Linked DNA regions of Muntiacus reevesi: region 1 is linked to region 2. A link is a contact called in public Hi-C data. All regions are on one chromosome and are shown on one strand. Each heading gives the region's core, a stretch centred on a gene start, on an enhancer-like site or on the middle of the called end of the contact. The rest is flanking DNA. Distances are from core to core; before and after follow the strand shown.

Region 1 (6,113 bases), core at 1,380-3,879, 670 kb after region 2:
CCACTTCTCCATCTCCCTTATACATGGACAGTGGGTTCTTAACCAGTTTCTTCACATTCACCCATTCCACTTTCATTGCAATCCACTTGAACTGTAGCATACCTGCATATTGAAGACACAAATCTTTTATCTAATTCCTCTGTTTAAAATTCTTCAACAGTTTTCTACAATTCTTAGGAAAATGTCTGCAATCCTTAACATGATGCCCAAGGCCCTGGATGAGTTATCCTTTCTATCTGTCAGCCTCATTCACACCATATGTCTCTTTGTATGTTCTAGTCAGGCTGAACATTTTTCAGTGCTTCAAGGGTACTATTCTCATTTGCTTCAGAGCTTTCACACTGCTGTTTCCTCTCTCTGGAATAGTCTTCTCCTTCACAGAGCTAGACTTCTCCTCACATGTCATCTCCTCAGGAAGGCCTTTTCTAACCTTGCTATCCATGTTTGGGCTTCCCTTGTGGCTCAGCTGGTAAAGAATCTGCCTGCAATGAGGGAGACCTGGGTTCAAATCCTGGGTTGGGAAGATCCCCTGGAGAAGGGAAAGGCTACCCACTCCCGTATTCTGGCCTGCAGAATTCCAGGCTATACAGTCCATGGGGCTGCATAGAGCTGGACACAACTGAGCGACTTTCACATCCATGTTTGGTCACATCATTACATTTCTGAAGCACTCAGAATTTCCCTCTTATGGTACTCATCATCACAGTCACTTACTCAATGCCTGTCTTCCTTTTCAGGCTGTGCAGTCACAGAGGCAGGAGCTTTGTCTGACTGCCTCACCTCCTTATCACGGCCAGGTATAATGCCTAGTTCATAGCAGATGTGCAATAACTATTTGATGAATGAGTGAGAGGCTATGAATGATTCTTCTAATATTTAATTCTAACATTAGAAATAAAGACATTATTCTGCTGAAAGGGTATATATGTTGATCAAATTTTAAGGAAACTATTTAAAGTTGATGTTGAAACCAACTCTAATTCTTCCTGAGGAATGATATCCTCTGTAAATAGTGACTGTCTGTAATCAGCATTATGTTTCAGTTTATAAGAACACATAAGAGGCCTGATTGGAAAAAAGCAAATAAAAATCACAATTCAATCTGTTAGTTATTTCTAGGTTAAATACTTGTAGGAAAGGGGTATTTTCAGATGTAGCCCTTCCTTAATCCTGCAAATATTGTCAAATGGCTGTGCTGCTGGAGGAGAAATTAAGTGATGTAGGGTGTACAATATAATACCCTGTGCAACTTTAAATAAACTACAGAAATCTTTCGCCAATAGCTATTAGATACCGTGTAATTTCATGAAAGCATTAAATTTGGGTCAGTTTTCATTTTAATGGCAACCAACCACAAAGTGCTAGATCTTGATAATAGTACTTTGTCATATATCATGGTAAACAAAATTATTTATTCACTTTTGTATTACCATGAAAAGTAGCTGGAAAAGAAATTATCTATTCTCTGCTTCTTTTTTTTTTTTTTTTACAAAAGTTTATTCTTAAATGTACAATACGTTCCAAGACAACACTTCATTCTAGCTATAGGTGGCAAAAGATATTATGGTAGGGAATCCAGGTGTTTAAACACGAATGGAACTAAGGGTTATCATTGCCTCAGGCACAAGGAACAGCTTACTTTTTGCCAGATTTCTTAATTCCATCGGTGGTCAGGGGGCCTTTCCCACGGCCTTTGCTTTTAGCTCCTCGAGTTTCTTCTGCTTCTCCTTCTGCTTCTGCTTGAATGCCTTATCTTCCTTGTCCATCTCCTCGGCTTGCTTCTTGGGCTGCTTCAGGGGCTTCTTGCCACCTTCGGGACCCAACATGGCGCCTGCCGCCCCTTCCCCAGAGGCTTCCACCGGAAGCCCTGACTTAACTTTTGAAAGCAGCTGTGGCAACAGCATAGCTAAGTGTTTTGAGGTTTGTAATGATCTCTAACCAACGACCTTACTCAAGGTCTGCGTTCAACCAAAAACTCCCCTCAGGTACACGGGCTGTATGGTATTACAGAAGGTGACTGTTGTATTTCTTTTCTTCAAGGTCGAGCTGATAAATTAAGTTCAATAGATGTAGTAAATCCCTACAAACCCCATTAAGTTTCATACCGAGAGACACCCATCCTATTACACAACAGCCATTAATCATAATAGAGAATTACATCGTCGCACTAGGCAGAGTTCCATCCGGGGCGAGGATGATTTCCTCCTTATTTAAGGTCTCGAAAATGCCAGAAAGAGTATCTTCCGATGAGTAGCACCATTTCTCCTCTTTATAGACTATGAAGTGGCTCTCACGATCGCCCCCTTAGCCGTACCCGGCAAACCACAATTAACATGTCCTACAAAATTAAAGGGACCAAGCCAAGACTACAATTCCCGTCATGCACCGGGAAGGCGCCACCGACGCGATTTAGCGATTAGTCATTCTTCCCTACGCCTCCTCCCATTTCCGGGACTGCAGCGCCTTGCGGCCTCGCGGGCACGCGCACGCTCCGACTTGCCAACGAGACAAGGCACGGGGGCGCGGCGCTGACGCCGACGTGTGGCGTCACGTGTCGCGGGGTGCGCCTCGCCTGCGCGCTTGCGCGCGTCCAGTGGGCCGCTGACGGGCTTGAGCGCCTGTGCAAAGCGGGAGGCGGGGTGCGGGCCGGCTGGGGCTGCGGGGGCCGCGGAGCCAGGCGACGGAGAGGGCGGGGCCAACTCCGGGACCGCGGCGACAACACATCGAGCGAGCGCCTCGGCCCGAGGGCAGCGATGCTGTGGTTCCAGGGCGCCATTCCGGCCGCCATCGCGTCGGCCAAGAGGAGCGGCGCCGTCTTCGTGGTGTTCGTGGCAGGTGAAGGAGGCGAGGGCCCGAGATGTAGAAGGGACACCCCCTCCGGCCTACCTCCAGCCCCAGGGGCCCCCAGCCTTTCCTCCGGGCGCCGGGAGGCCCGGCTGCCAGTCCCTGGCGTCTCAGCGCTTCCCCGTCCGTTTGGAGTACACTTGGCCTGACCCCCACCGCTGGCTTTTCCCGGCCCCCCTGCAGAGGGCACGGGGCCTCGCCCCCAAAACGCGCTGAACCCCGCCGTCTCCCCTGTGCGGGGCGAGGGGACTGGTCGAGCAGGCCCTAGGGCCGCCCTGCTCGCTGTGGAGCCTGACTCCGCGCCGCCTGCGGAGTTGGCACCCGCAGACCCCACCGTCGCCTCCTGGCGCCCCCGACGGAGGGCTCCACTTGGAGGGACTTTAACTCCCGTATACTTAGTGTGTAGGTGAGGAGAGAGACGGGCCGTAGACAGGCAGTTTTGCTTGTAATTAGTTGTGGACTTTCAGGAAGAAAGCTGTGTCATCGGTAATCAACAAAGAGAAACCACCTGATGTTCACTGTTACTGGCTTTCGTGTGTTCCTGAAACGTAAACTTTTGAGGTCTATATAAATTGGATTTTTTTGAATGCCATAGGAGTGGAGACACTAATATGAAATAATTTGTAGCAGGTGGATTGTTTTTTAACCGTTTGTTTAGAAGTAGACACACAAGCATTGATTCTTTTTATTGTCTTCCTAGTATCACAGATACAGTTTTAGAATGTGTACTAACTCATCTATTCTGTGTTGCTCTGGGTTATTTTGCTCCGTATTTTATTATTGCAGTCTTCTAGATTTACAGTAAACTTGTGCCTCTGTGAAGTTTTGCTGATTCTCATTACCTGAACCTAATTAGTATTTGCGACTACCGTTAATTTGAGGTGCATTATTTCAACAATTTGTGTTTAATAACGGTTTGTTCATTATTAACATGGCTTGGAAGGCTCGGTAATAACTCTATAGCTTTATGCACTGTAGTGAAGAGCAAGTTGCTGAAATATGAGTTTCACATTAAATTTGAAATTTTAAGTTGTTTTAAATTATAGTAAAATTTTAACTCATTGCTGTTAATTAGAAGAGCTGGAGTAGTTCAGATTCTTTTATGCTGTTTTTTTAGAGTTATATTTCACATAATAAGTAACTGCTGTAAACCTGTAAGAAAATAAGTGGATTAAAAAGGAACGTTTGGGCTTCCCAAGTGGCTCAGTGGCAGAGAATCTGCCTGAAAATGCAGGAGACGCAGGTTCAGTCCTTGATAGTGGAAGATCCCACGTGCCACGGAGCAATTAAGCCCGTGGGCCACAACTACTGAGCACACTCCCCGCAGCTACTGAAGCCCTCCCCCCTCCCCCCGCCGGCCCCGGCCTAGAGCCGGTGCTGGGCACTTAGAGAAGTCACCCAATGAGAAACATGCATTGCAACTAGAGAGCTACTGCCATAGATAAATAAAATCCTAAGAAAAGGGAAAGGAAAACTGATGATACTGAATATGTTCATTAGGAGTGCAGTAATAGTTGTAACACCATTTTAAGTTGTGTTTTTCACATATACTCTCAATTGATCCCGGACGTTCGTAGAACAGGGTTTATTTATCATGCCCATTTTATCGATGAGGAAACTTAGGTCCACAGCGGCTAAGTGACGTACACCAGTGTCACAAAAAGAATATATATCTTTTCTTGACAGATTTTTTTTTTTATCAGCTTCCAAAAAAGTGTCTTTTTTGTTTCTCCAGAGAAAAAAACAACCATTGTACAGACAGACCTTAGGTAGTTATACAACAGACCTTAAGTAGTTACTGAAATTGGTGTAGAAATCAGGAAATCTAAAGTCTTTAAAGAGTTTGTTACAACCTTTCTGTTTTGTGACCAGGGGTGGAGCCCTCACCTCCTGCCTTGGAAGAGGACATGAGGAACTTTTCACCACTGGCCTTCCAGGGAAGTCCCAGTAGTCATATTTTTAAACAGAAAGCACATTTGATCAGTGTCCAAAGGTTCCTTGAAGGCACTCTTGGACTAACCTGTTAATTTGAAAGAAATGCTAGGTTTAATTAACAAACATTTAGAAACCCTTTTCGAAACAGTAGTGCTAATTATTACAATAGAAAAATAAAGTTATAGGTCTTTGGGGCTTTGCGTCTGTATATAATATATACCTTCTTCAATTTTTCAAGTTTTTCTGATGAGCATGTATCATGTAACATATGTTTTTAGAATATCAGTGACTGTTGAATGTTTGCAGGAGGACTAATAGTCTGTGGAAGAAGTCGCTTCCACATCGCTTGACCCATTCAAGTACTGTTAGTTTTTCTAGAGTTTTAGGAAGTTAGTCTCCAAGACTAGATAGAGTGTGTAGACAGTGGAGTCGTGAAATTGCAACACTTACAGCTTTCTTAGACCTTTATTCTTTTTTTAATGTATTTATTTAGTTGTGGCATGCAGGTTCTTTAGTTGCCGCATGTGGGATCTAGTTCCCTGACCAGGGATCGAACCTGGGCCCCCTGGATTGGGAGCGTGGAGTCTTAGCCCCTGGACCACTAGCGAAGTCCCTAGACCTTTATTCTTGACTTTGAAGAGTACAGTCAGAACTGATGATTTTCTTCGATATGAGACCTTGACAGTAATGTGCCAGCTCACTGGAAAATTAAAAGGATAGCTTTTTAGTTGGAAGGAGTGGTCATAAATGTATACTTTGGTTCATATAGCCACTCAAGTGGGAAACATTTTAGGCAGATTGTTTATATTTTAGTGAAATTTTCATGGATGAATTAAATATGTAGGATTTATGTTAAGAGACTGGAGAGGTTACTAGTTAAGTCAAACAAGTATTTTCAAAGTATTATAGGTGTGTAAATTGCAAGAAATAAAACTGAAAAAGGTTTTGATTCTTTTCTTGGGAATGTACAATAATTTGACAAGCATTCTGAAGCAGAGGTGTCTTGTCACTGACTAGACAACTAAACACTGGTCATCGACTAATGGTTCTATTTGGCTAAAATCTCCTTGACCAACACTATGTAATGCTGCCCCCCCTCCCCCGTTTGATTTGGTTTGATTTGGTTTGGTTAAAATAGACTAAAAAGCCATTTGGGTTTAGACCAGTTGAGTTTTTCTCTGTTGAAATTCCTGGTTATAGAGTCTGCAACTGCTTCCGAGTTTGTACTGCTCTTTTTAAGTGACTGTACTTTTGGATACTGCTGATACCACCAAGAATGTAATGTTTTCTCCTGAAATCTTTGGCCCATCTAACTCCATAGCATAGTTCATAAA
Region 2 (5,533 bases), core at 2,382-4,881:
TCTATTACAAATCTACCAATCTCCAAAGTTGTAATGATTCTAGTAATTTGGATATTTAGACTCAAGTCTTGATTAACAGGACTCAAGGATGCAGAACCCTCAAGCAACTGGATGTTGTTTTTCTTTCAGCATTTGACTTTTAGGGTGGTTAAATGTGTCTTAATGTTGACACTTCCTATTCTACCCCTTAGGTTCCTGAAACAAACTGAGCTTAAAATGAGACACTGTGTCCCCAGATTTCCTCTCCTTTGCCATCCCCTTCACATCCCATGGGCTTCCCTGGTGGCTCAGATGGTAAAGAGCCCACCTTCAATGCAGGTTTGATCCCTGGGTCGGGAAGAACTTCTGAAGAAGGAAATGTCTACCCACTCCAGTATTGTTGTCTGGAGAATTCCATGGATGGAGGAGCTTAGCAGGTTACAATCCATGGAGATGCAAAGAGTCAGACATGACTGAGCGACTAACACTTTCACTTTCCCATCCTACAGTGGTAAAGAATCCACCTGCCAATGCAAGAGACAAAGAAGACAAGAATCAAACCGACTGAGCAACTGAGCATGCAAATCCCATTCCACACCTGCACCCAATGAAACAAGTTCTTCCTAAGACTTCACTACTAGGGGTCAGGGATGCCAAAAATAAAAATACAGGGAGATGTAAATTCTTAAAAAATTTTTACAAAAGTCTCAGTCATAACCCTTTTGTATGAGACTTGACTTTCTTCTAAACTAGGATCCAAAAGTTCTCTTCAACTCTAAATCTCTACTTTAATTGTTAGGGATACAGCTCATCGTATCTTCTTAGACAGCTTGAAGCACATTAACAGATGCCAAGAAGAATACATTTTGATATATACTCAGTTCAGTTCAGTTCAGTCGCTCAGTAGTGTCAGACTTTTTGCGACCCCATGAGTCGCAGCACGCCAGGCCTCCCTGTCCATCACCAACTCCTGGGGTTTACTCAAACCCATGTCCATCGAATCAGTGATGCCATTTCAACCATCTCATCCTCTGTCGTCCCCTTCTCCTCCTGCCCCCAATCCCTCCCAGCAGTTGCCAAATTATTAACGGGAAACCTCAGACTGCTTTGAACAGGAAGTGTCTCCTTTGGCACTTACTCACCTTAAGGAATTAAAAATCCTGAATTGTTAAATGGTAGTGGTGGTTTAGTCACTAAGTCGTGCCCTACTCTTGCAAAACCCAGGGACTGTAGCCTGCCAGGCTCCTCTGTCCATGGGATTCTCCAGGCAAGAATACTGGAGTGGGTTGCCATTTCCTTCTCCAGGGGATCTTTCCAACCCAGGAAATTAACCCAGGTCTCCTGCATTGCAGGCAGATTCTTTACCGACTGAGCTATGAGGTAAGCCCTCGTATAATTGTTAAATATATACTTATTGAAGTAGAAAGCAATACTAAGATTTTTACTTTTTTTCCTTTACTTTTTATATCAAAAGTTGAAACTGAAAAACTTCCTATAAAATTAAGGAGAATTAAACTAAAACCAGACTACCCCAAGTATCCTGTTCTTGTTGTTCAGTTGCAAAGTCATGTCCAACTCTGCAACCCATCAACTGCAGCATGCCAGGCTTCCCTGTCCTTCACTATCTCCCAGAGTTTGCTCAAACTCCATGTCAAATATCCTGATTAGGACTTTAATGAATAATAATAATTACTATTATATGCCTTTTGTTATTTAATTTTATATGTCTATCACTTTCAAGTTTTCAGAAAATCTTGAATAAAAATTTTATGCAGTCAAAAATACATGATATTCTGTAATATTATATGTTACTCATCATAACATTGTAATAAAGACTAAAAACAATCTAAGGGGAATAGTTAAATAAATAATAGTATGTCTCTACAATGGTGTCTATATAGCCATTAAAAAGTATTAAAAATCAATTTCTAAGATATATTAAGAAAGGTACTAAAAATGCATATGGTATACTTCCATTTGCGAATAGCACACTATCCATTTGTGAAAAAAAAATTATAAACCTACATAGAAGAATTTGCTCATATATGAATAAAAGATCTCTGGAAGAACAGATAAGAAACTGGTAAGTCTGGGAAGAAAAAGTAGTGGTTGGGCAGTACTAGTAAAAGGAAACGTACATTTCATATCTTTTGAATTTTGAGCCACATGAAGGTAAAATTTCACTAAAAAAAATTTTAATGAAATAAATAAATTCATTTGATGAGCACAACAACACTGGGAAATAGGCAAATGCATTCCACCAGGTAGATGCAAAAGAGGAAAACGAGACTTAGGTGTTAAGTGATTTGCCAAAAGGGTAATTGCTGGATTACCGTACATGAACTCAACTCCAAATTTCCTAACTCCAGGATCAGGTCTCTATCCAATACACCAAAATGTATCACCTTCAAATTTTAAAAAGGAAAGCAAATAGTTTTTCAGAGCACCAGCCATTATTTCTAAAGTCTTCCTTTAGAGGATGACCCAGGGTGAATCACGGAAGAATCCCAAGTCAGAGGTCCTTGCCTCAAATTACCCACTCTGCAAGCCTATGTGAGAACCCTGACGTGGTCATGATACACAGATGCACACTAATGGTATGGATGTTACACAACCCCATACATGTTTCCTTCCACCCTCAGCTGCATGCCTGTCCTTCACAAGCTAGGCATAGATCAATTAGGGTATCACAAAGTTACCCCTCAAATCACAGGAGCTTTTTCTGTGAAGTAGATCTAATCTATAGTGGGGGAGAAGGTGAAAAAAACTTGGCAGTCTTTTTCTCATGTGAAATTTATCAAGTACATATCTGTACAATATTCTGAGACTCTTTATCCAAATCACCTTTTTGCTCCAAAAGAGCTTACCATTTATTCAGGGTCATGTGAAAGGACAATACATATATGGAGAAGGTAGTGGTACCTAAGCTGTACCTTTTCTCTGTATTTGACTTCAAGTAACTCTTAAAATTCATTGGAGGCTCCTGTAGAAGTTACCAAGGAAGTCATTTTCCTAGGAGAGTTATTCCCTGTTAAAAGTCTTCTCCTCTCCTCCTACAACCAAATTTCAAACTTAGATTTCAAATAGAGGGACAAAGGGGGGATTAGTGAAGGCAGTCAAAAGGTACAAATTTCCAGTACCAATTTCTCACATTTGGGAACTGAGTTTTTAAAAACCTGAAGACAGTTAGTAAGTACTTTAAAACAGCCATTAAATAATGCTTTAAAGTATAACCTTTCTTTTTCTTTTTCAGGATAAACTCAAAGCTGGCAATGCCCTTGAATTTTTGGGTCTTGAAAGGAAACAATTTGAATGACTGAATTTACTACAAAGGCAAATTTCAAGAAGACATCTTGCTTTTGCTTTTAAATACGTATCACATATGCATTAATGAAATCCTCTTTTGAACTTTTATCCAGAAATAGAATATGTCCAAATACCCTAAACTGTTCATAACAAAAATGATTCTGTTTTTATTCTGAAAAGCAGTACATTATTTCATGTACAAATCAAAAATGATTTTCCCACAGCCTTTTAAATTAATGGCAGAAATAAAAGCAAAATGCCATTAATGATTTATATGAAAAAAAATAACAGATTCATCCTAGAGGGTTCATGTAGGTTCTCTACTTTGGAGAAGACTCTTGAGTCCCTTGGACTGCAAGGAGATCCAACCAGTCCATCCTAAAGGAGATCAGTCCTGGGTGTTCACTGAAAGGACTGATGCTGAAGCTGAAACTCCAATACTTTGGCCACCTCATGCGAAGAGTTGACTCATTGGAAAAAGACCCTGATGCTGGGAGGGATTGGGGGCAGGAGGAGAAGGGGACGACAGAGGATGAGAAGGCTGGATGGCATCACCGACTCAATGGACATGAGTTTGAGTAAACTCCGGGAGTTGGTGATGGACAGGGAGGCCTGGCGTGCTGCGATTTATGGGGTCGCAGAGAGTCGGACATGACTGAGCAACTGAACTGAACTGAACGGAACATAGTGTTTGATGACTGTTTTATTATGAAAAGTAACCTGATCATCTCATTCAATGTAATTTTAACAGATATATAGATAAATACATAGTTTAAATAGATTTGGGGTATATTCATATTCAGAGAGTATTTATGTGATATGCCAGGATTATAAGGCAGTTCCACATACTGGGGACAGAGAAGTTAACAAAAAGGATAAAATTTGTTCTCTAATGAAACCTACAACCTGGAGGGTAAGAAAGTATAAATAAATAAAGGAGGGAGGACAAAGAAGGGAGAAATGGAGAGCAAGAGGGAAGGAAGAGGGAGAGAAGGGAAGAAGGGAGGGAGAAAACTTTTCTTATACTGATAATCATTATGCAGAAATTAAAACAAGAAGATGTATAGAATGACTTGAGGAAGGATGGGAGATAAAACATTAAGTTGTAGGGCCAAAGAACACCTGTTTAAAGAGGACTTTGAACTAAGACTTGAATAACAGAAAGAAATGGCCATGGAGAAGAGTTTTCCGGGGAAGGGCTAGAGCACCAAAGGCTCTGAGGCAGAAAAGAGCTGGGGAAGAGCTTGTGAGAAGGGAGAAACAGGGATGAAGCTGAAAAGCTGGCCAGATAAGTAAGCTGTGGTCTAGAGTTTAGATTTTCATATTAAGTTTTTTATGAAGCCAGTGGAGTCTTTAAAATAGGTTTGTGACATGCTTTGTCTTTTGTTTTTAAAAAAACACATTAACAGCTCTGTAGAGAATCATTTTAAGGCGTCAAGAAATGATGGTGACTTGGGCAAGAGTAGTAGAACGGGAACAGTGACATGGGGTTGTAGGGAGAAGAACAGCACTTGATAAGTGTGAGGACAAGGGCAAATGGGAAGGAAAAAAATCAAGGCTGATTCCCAGGTGTCTGTGTGTGTGCACCACAGTTTGTTCAGTCTCTTACATTTGGACATTATATGTAATTTCCAATATTTTGCAATTACAAATAATGCTACAATAAAATTAGGTTCATTTGTCATATTACACATAAGGGTAACTCCAACATAGATTTGATCAAAGATTTAACTCCAAGATAAAGCAAGACTATGCAGACACTAGAAAAGATGAGAAACTTCCTCTTTAATCTGAATATAAAGAAGGGCTTTCTAATGATGTCCTTTCTGTGCAATAATTCTGGGGACATTTAGCCTCTGAAATGTAGCTAAGGCTATTAAACTCATCCATACTTTAGACAGATGCCTTGACTCCTAGTTTTTTTCACTTGAGCACCTGGGTTGATTTATTTTACCATTGTGAGGAAGACTGACAAAAACAGGTTTGGGAAGAAAGAGAATCAATAGCTCTGCTGTCGGACTTAGTATATTTCAGATGTGTCTTAGACATTTAAGTAGGAATGTCCATAAGCAGTTAGGTACACCGTTTTGGGGAGTTAAAGAGGGAAGTTGGGAAGAGGCCATCAGTGTATACAACGTATTTAAAGAAATAAGACTGGATGAAATCACTACCAGAAAAAGTAAAGCAGAGAACCAAAAGAACCCGAGACTAATTACTAGGATTCACCAGCACTGGAAACTAAGTAGTG

What was found. A called contact is a pair of places that touch in the nucleus more often than the background predicts.
Region 1: a Hi-C map of blood shows a contact between it and region 2, with 2.7 times the contacts expected there. The contact joins the promoter of UBXN4 here to the promoter of CCNT2 in region 2. A contact is called at or near these places in 2 of 3 Hi-C or Micro-C datasets (blood and muscle).

What each region holds. Positions count from the first base shown.
Region 1 is chr3:210,925,103-210,931,215 of mMunRee1.1, forward strand. UBXN4 (UBX domain protein 4) reads left to right here and starts at 2,630. Exons shown (of 13, transcript XM_065931459.1): 1 at 2,630-2,835. The coding sequence starts at 2,754.
Region 2 is chr3:210,254,879-210,260,411 of mMunRee1.1, forward strand. It overlaps CCNT2 (cyclin T2), which reads left to right and starts at 3,632. Exons shown (of 11, transcript XM_065931424.1): 1 at 3,632-5,533. It overlaps ACMSD (aminocarboxymuconate semialdehyde decarboxylase), which reads left to right. Exons shown (of 10, transcript XM_065931438.1): 10 at 3,233-3,607.